2 separate regions of the Arachis hypogaea genome follow, and region 2 is linked to region 1. A link is a contact called in public Hi-C data. All regions are on one chromosome and are shown on one strand. The core of a region is the stretch at or near the end of the contact, and the rest is flanking DNA. Distances in the headings are between cores, read along the strand shown. Region 1 holds the start of LOC112723491 (very-long-chain aldehyde decarbonylase CER3). Region 2 has its middle 18 kb from the start of LOC140176289.

Region 1 (3,680 bases), core at 599-3,098:
TATTCTAGTATGCATGTTCACATCTCTTTAATGTTTTGGCCATGCATGCAGTAAATGCATTTCTTTTGTATCACCAAAACAACAGACATAAATCAATGCGATGGCAGTGAGATATCTACATGTACTTTGGTTTTTGTATCTTGGATAAATTATTATTTAATTGTTACTTGTGTTAAGAATGACTTACGTTGGTGTGAAAATCAAGTATCTAAGGAGAGGAAACCTTTCAAAAGTCTCATGTGGGACCACTTCAACATTGCAATGACCCAAGCACCTCAGAAAGTCAAAAGTCAAAACATAACCATACACCAAGCTTGCTGATCCATATCCCATTATGGATGCCCCTAAAACAGGGATTCCTATCACCACCGTCAAAACAAGGTGCTCCAATAGTGTTGCATTTCCAGCTGCATCATCATCATTATTCCAAGATTATTTATTTGCACTTGTTTAATAATTATTAATGAGTTAATTTTCTCACCAGTAAATGGCCCCGGAACAGGAGAAGAATGATGAAGTGAATGGTAATGAGTGAAAAGAAAGTGATGTTCATGAAACTTTCTATGCATCCAATAGTAAAGTGGCTCTGAGACTCCCACGTGCAGAATCATAGCAGCAACAACACCTTTCATATTCCATAATGGAAGATCTTGAAGAAATGGAAACACATAGCAAGCCATGGACCCAACTAGTGCTTGAAGAATCAAGAAGTTGTCCCTATTCCACAATTAGGAAAACACAAACACAAACACTAATAACTTTTATCATCAATAAATGTTTAAGTAGTAGTGTGTAGCAACAATAATGATTGTATATATATGTACCAGTCCCATTCTAGATCAATCTGCTTGAAATCCACACCTTGTTGAAGGATCCTTCGATTTCGATTGAGAAAAAGCATATGACTATAAGAACTCCACAGAACATGAACTCCTCCTCTTAGAATCCATAGTATGATCAAGTGAAGGCTCCAGCAGCTGATCATGGAGTAGAATTCCACCCCATTCAACCATTCATACACAACCTTCCCCACCAATGGACCATATAACACATACTATATTTATGAAATTGAAAACACACAAGTAGTTAGACTTATTCTATATACATAACAGATGCATCACATAAATATATATATATATAATATAATATACCTTGAATAATCCAAAATTCTCCCATGGCCAGCTTGATAAAGGAGCACTAGTACTACCCATTTCACTGCACTAGGTTCTGCTAGTTTAAGATATTTACAAACCTTGTTAAATGTATGTATGGTATCTTTCTTTTCTTTCTGTATTCTCCTAAAGCTCAATAGAGCCCCAAAAAACTATGGCAGCCAACGAGCAGAAACTGGAAAAGATCCCAAAAACAAACAATAATGATAGTATCAGAGAAGAAGGAAAGAAAACAAAAAAGAAGGGAACACCAAAGTGTTAGAGAGCTGAAGAGGTTTAATTTGTTTCTGCAAAGAACCAAATTGTTTTTTGTTTCAATTGGGGATCTCTTACAATCACCACGTTTGAGCTACAACTAGAAGCATTTATTCCTACATCACCTATTTATAAAGGCAGATGAAACTAGTGTATGTGTGTATCAAGTTAGTTCAATGCCCCCTGGGCCCTGGCCCCCTCCTCATACATGTCTCTTTCTCATCATTCATACCAATTTCTTAATTCTATATTATCATTAAAAATAAGAAAGAATTCATAAAATAAAGAGGTATATATATGTATTACACTTGCCATGCATGTTAATAATACCACTAGTGTATGTCCATTAATCCCAGAACATAATTTGAACCAGAGATTCTTGCTAGCTGCTAGTAGCCAGTTAGTTGCACTTGTATTAATTATTATAAGTATGATTATTGATTAGTTCATACATGACAGGATACAGTATTAGTGGTTCACTAATCACTAATCCACGCGTTCTTGGCACAGCTGGAGAGAAGTTAATGCACCATATGGTTGGAAGATGAGACAGTAATAGTGTTTAATTCTCTCTCTCCAATCTCATAGTATTAGTAGTATTATTATTCATAAGGGTAGGTTAGGGGTCTGTTCAATATGTGGTTTTCAATAATAGTTTTTTTTTTTGATGAGCAAAGGGGGGAAGGACCCCAACAGCAAAAGAAAACAGAAAAGAAAAAAGCAAAAATAAAAGAGCAGATCAGGACCCTCTTAAACGGAGGGCCCCGTAACAATCACAAAAAAGTGCATAAGTAATATCAGATGGTGCTCTATCAAACAGGTGTAAACCAAGAGGCATGTCTTGCCCTTTTTTGGCTAGAAGGTCTGCTACAGAGTTAGCTTCACGAAGGGAGTGTAACCAAATAATGTGCTGCAAGCGAGCTGCCATGATACGAATGTCCTGAATGAGGGGGGCACAGGGATGAGTTGGGGAGCAGCCATGATTGATGAACTTGATAGCCGCAGCTGAATCAGATTCTACGACAATGGACTGGTATCCGTTAACTACCGCAATTTGTAGGCCATGGACGATTGCCCATAATTCAGCATGCATAATAGAGCATCCACCTAAATTACATGAGAAACCTTTCAAAAATCTACCATCTGCATCTCTAAACACTCCACCACATGCCGCATTGTTTCTATAGGCATAAAGGGAGCCGTCAACATTAAGTTTAACAAAATCTGTAGGGGGTCGAGACCAAGCAATGTAACAATTCCCGGCAGCCTGGAGGTTCCTGGGTAGAATGTTGCTTTTCGTGACTTTTAGAAACTCCTCCGACCGCGCTTTAATTCGACTCACCGCTGTGACCATAGGAACAGACTGGCCATTAAAAATGAGCTTGTTCCTGAAGTGCCATATAGAGGAGGCAGCTACACCAAAGAGACATGGCCAGTCATTCTTGCTAGTGAGGTTCTGCATCAACCAGTCCTTCAGATCCGTATTGAAAAAAGAGTTCACAAAATTGGGAGGGAGAAGATATTTCCAAATGCATTGTGCGTAGGAACAGTCTCGTAGCACATGAATAACTGTTTCATCATGATGATGGCACCGTGGGCAGGAATCATCGTTCGTCAGGTGTCTTCGCCTTCTCTCTGAATTAGTAAGGATGGCATTATGAGCCACCAACCAGAGGAACGTTCTGATTCGCTCCGGACCTTGCCAATTCCAGACTTGCCTAAAAACTGTATTCGGAGTATGTTGCTCTTCAGACAAGCTCTGGTACGCTGACTTGGTGTTGAACAACCCATCAGGGGTGAGACCCCAAGCTAAATGGTCAGTACCCTTCCATGGAGAGGGAGAAGAAATCGCCACTATCTTTTTCACCACATCCTCCGGTAATAGTTCTTGTAGCTTCCCAGTATCCCAATGCCCTGAAACGTCAAGAAACTCCATCAGTGAATTTGAGTAATTAAAATTACTACTTACCTGGTTTGCAACTCTATCGAGACGACCTAATCCCGGAACCCAGTTGTGGTCCCAGAAACGAATTTGGGCCCCATCCCCTATCCTCCAAATGCAGTTACTTTGGACTTCCGGCCACAACTGACAAATTCCTTTCCAGAGATTCGAGTTGCTCCTCTTCCTTTCTACTCTAGGAATGACATTGTTACCACTGCCATATTTTGATCTAAGAATTCTGACCCAAAGTGCGTCTTTCTTCTCAACCAAACCCCATCCCGCCTTCATCATGAACGCCTTGTTCATTTGGC
Region 2 (3,680 bases), core at 588-3,087, 38 kb before region 1:
GATCTTGTAATTAGAGTAAAAGATCTGAATTTAAATTACTTTATTTATATTTATTATTCTATAGGACTTTATTAGTATTTTTATTAGGGACTAATTTATCTAAAATATAATTTTTTAGGGATTTATTTGTCATCTTAGTATATTGATAGTTAATAAGAATCAATTAATTTATTTATTTTCTGATAAAGAAAGTATATATAAGACTTTAATTTAATGGGAGCTACTCAAATAAAGACGTCTAAAACATCTTTTTTTTAAAGATGTTTTCTAGTAATTAAAATTTAATACAAATAACTGATTAAATCGTGTTATTTTTGTCAAAATTGGATTAGACAAATCCATTTGGCCAAAAAATCGATAAACTAAATCTTGAACTGATCTAAATTAATATTTTTGTTTATAGAAAATAACTACAACACCTTTATTATAAAAAATGACAAAATACGTTTATTTTATATATATATTAATTTTAAAAACCATAAATTCTAATCCTTCTCTTCTCTCTATGCCGTCATAGTAATATATAATTATATATGTGTGGTCCATTTATATATATTCGTATGGATCGGAGGAGACCACGTCCTTGGCGAAACTGAAAGGGTGTTGCTATTCTATTTTGTGAAATCCGAACGATGAACCCCACAGACAAGGCAGCGACTAAATCCAGAGGTAGGAGGAAAGAAAAATTAATAATAGATATGAGAAATAGTTGCATGTGATAGGGATATCATAATACGACAATAATAATGTTTGCAAGTTAATCAGATACGGAAAAAGTGAAAGTTAATGTATATAGAAACTTTTTAATTTGAGGTAATATATGTACACATTAGGTCTTTGTCAAACAAGATTTTCAGCCTGTATATGTTCGACGTGACTCTTAGGAGAACAGTGTAGCCTTCAACTAGGTGTCGGTATATAGAGGAATAACTAATAGGAGGATATTTGTATATGCAAAACAATAAAATAAAATCTCTCACATGAATCACATTATTAATTAGAAGCATCACGGTGCTTCGACTCAGTTTTGTTCAAATCATATCCCGCCAAAAACAAATTAAATAATCAACTAGCTAATCATATTATGACTTTGTTTGAGGTGCACCACACATATATGTTCCTTGCGAAAACACTCAAAAATCGGGAATCTTTGGTGGTCTTAGTGGAATGCACCCGCTTTTGTCTGGGTACATTAAAATTAATTATTAAAATTAGAGTTTAATTTATTTTTAATATATATTTATATTTTAATATATATTTTATATTAATAATTAACTTTAATAACTGATTTTAATATACATATAAAATAGATATTTATCCTATTATTATCTCTGTTTCTTTGAATAGATGCAAAAAAATGGAAAGCAGTGGTCCCTTGGAATAATAGGATCAGAGGGCCCAAGACCTAGCCTAAAGCGCTTTTTGTTGGGCCATAATTTGGGCCATTAAAATGTTACTGTGTCATGCTTTAGAGGATCACTCTCCGCCCTTTTTGTTGACACATCATGGGCTAACCGAACAGGCTTGCAAATTGCAAGTGTTATTCATCCTAAATCCTCAATAGCGTATTGTTTTATTGCTACAGGGGTTAGGTAGTATATAAATGTTATTAGGTGTGTATTAATTTCTTACCCTTGGTTCACTCCGATTAAGCAGGCATGAGAGATTCGAATCCCACTTTGTACATATAACAATCTTTAAATAGAATTTCGATTTGCAACGGATTAGTCCTCTGTTGGGTTAGGAAATACCATGGGTAAGCAAAAATAAAAATTTCTTACTCTTGGTCATGGGTGAGTATTAATTTGAAAGCAGGGAATGTTTGTAGCATTGGGGTATAATCTTGGGTGAGGAAGGGTTGTTTTTGTTTTTCGGTGTGGGCCGGTTCCTCTGGCCCAATACCAGACCCAAAAGAAAAATTCTGGCATACCAAAAAAAATACTGAAATGGCATACCATACCTTATTTTTTTTTTTCCGTAGATTTGCAAACAAGGATAAATGGATAATCTTTTCTGTTAAGCAATAAGCATATCATTTTTCACGGATAATGGAAGAGAAAAGTCTATGAAGCACCAAGAGTTTAGTTAGATAGAGTGGGGTCGAGTCAAGGGTTTTGGCTGGTTCACATTATCACCTTATTGCAGTTGAAGACAAAAGGTTCCCTTTCGTTTTCGCATTTACATTTAAATATTTTATTATGAAAAATTCTTAAATGTTTCGAAAGTGCAAGAGAATTGTATTATAATCAATAATATAACTGTATTTTAGGTAAAAAAATATATATATTAGTGCTAAATTCTATTTTAAAATATCATTTTTATTCTTAGTTATAAGCATACCAATAGTATTTTTCACCAAACATAAAAAAATATATATCAATATGCTGCTCCTTTACTATCACAAAAATTACTTTTAACCACAAATTTTTAATGGTAATAACATAATAACCATTATATGTTTTATATAACTTGTATTTTTGTGGCAATTATATAGTTATTATTATTATTATTATATATTATGACAGTCTTTTTACTGCTATTAAAAAAATATTTAACGGTGGTTGTATTAAATTTTTTTACCAACAAAATATAAGAAGATTAATATCCAATTGCTGTTAAATATATAATTATTAAAAATAAAATAAATAATTGCTAAAAGTGATTTGTATAGTAGTACTTGAATATATAAGAAGTACTTCTCTTTTTAAAATAGGTTTAAATATTCTGTCGGTCCTTATAGTTTCACCAAATTTTCAATTACGTCTTTATATATATATTTTTTAATTGAATCTTTATATCATATTAGATTTTGTAACAAAATTTATACCGTGATAAAAATATTGGAATTAATGGAATATTTTATTAAACTATATAAATTTTCAATCAAATGTTAAGTATATTCTTTTTGTTTAATAAAATATGTTAATTCTAATATTTTTGTCACGACAGGAATTTAGTTACAAAATTTAATATAATATAAAAATTCAATTAAAAAAAATAAAGTATAAAAACTTAATTAAAAATTTAATAAAACTATAAATATTAGTAGAATAGTTAAACCTTTAAAATATGTATATCCCTTACTTTTGATATATCTCGTACATATATATGACTCAACTAAATTGACTAAGTAGGATAAGTTATGTAAAATGGGACATGCAATATGAAGCATATATGGTCAATGTGCAAGTAAATTGTATAAGTTGATTATATCTATCAAAGATAATTCATATATAAAACATTAAAATTATATACTAAAATTATCTACTAAAATTAATTATTAGTATAAAATATATGTTAAAATATAATATAAATAAATAAATAAATAAATAAATTTATACATGTAGCTAATTTTAATATATTGGTATATGTTTTATAAAACATATATACTTCTTACATCTCATATTTGTTTAATATGAAGTAAACTGTAATTATATACTGATGGGAAGTTTACAAATTACAAGTATTTGAATGAATAATGGCTATAAGTGAAGATTAAAAAGGTAGTTGTAATGGTTTATATTATTTTTAAAAGTTATTGTGGTGAGAAAACTTATTTAGTTATTTATAATCAAACAAGTAGTAGTACTAACTTACACTTCAATTTTTATACCTTAACTAGTTTAAATTTGATCATCCAACCTATAAACACTTCAATCCTCTTATGAGCTGCGGGTAAC

The links. A called contact is a pair of places that touch in the nucleus more often than the background predicts.
Region 2: a contact with region 1 is called in a Hi-C map of an unstated tissue, with 2.2 times the contacts expected there. The contact joins the enhancer-like site here to the promoter of LOC112723491 in region 1. A contact is called at or near these places in 4 of 8 Hi-C or Micro-C datasets (leaf and an unstated tissue).

The regions. Positions count from the first base shown.
Region 1 is chr11:147,286,557-147,290,236 of arahy.Tifrunner.gnm2.J5K5, reverse strand. It overlaps LOC112723491 (very-long-chain aldehyde decarbonylase CER3), which reads right to left and starts at 1,848. Exons shown (of 15, transcript XM_025774881.3): 1 at 1,740-1,848; 2 at 1,152-1,347; 3 at 825-1,054; 4 at 482-717; 5 at 188-407. The coding sequence starts at 1,211.
Region 2 is chr11:147,324,103-147,327,782 of arahy.Tifrunner.gnm2.J5K5, reverse strand. No RefSeq gene overlaps it. Among protein-coding and RNA genes, the nearest start is that of LOC140176289, 18 kb to the right of the region's middle. Within about 2 kb of position 1,837, at least 3 of the 3 cell types and tissues checked have open chromatin away from gene starts, as enhancers often do.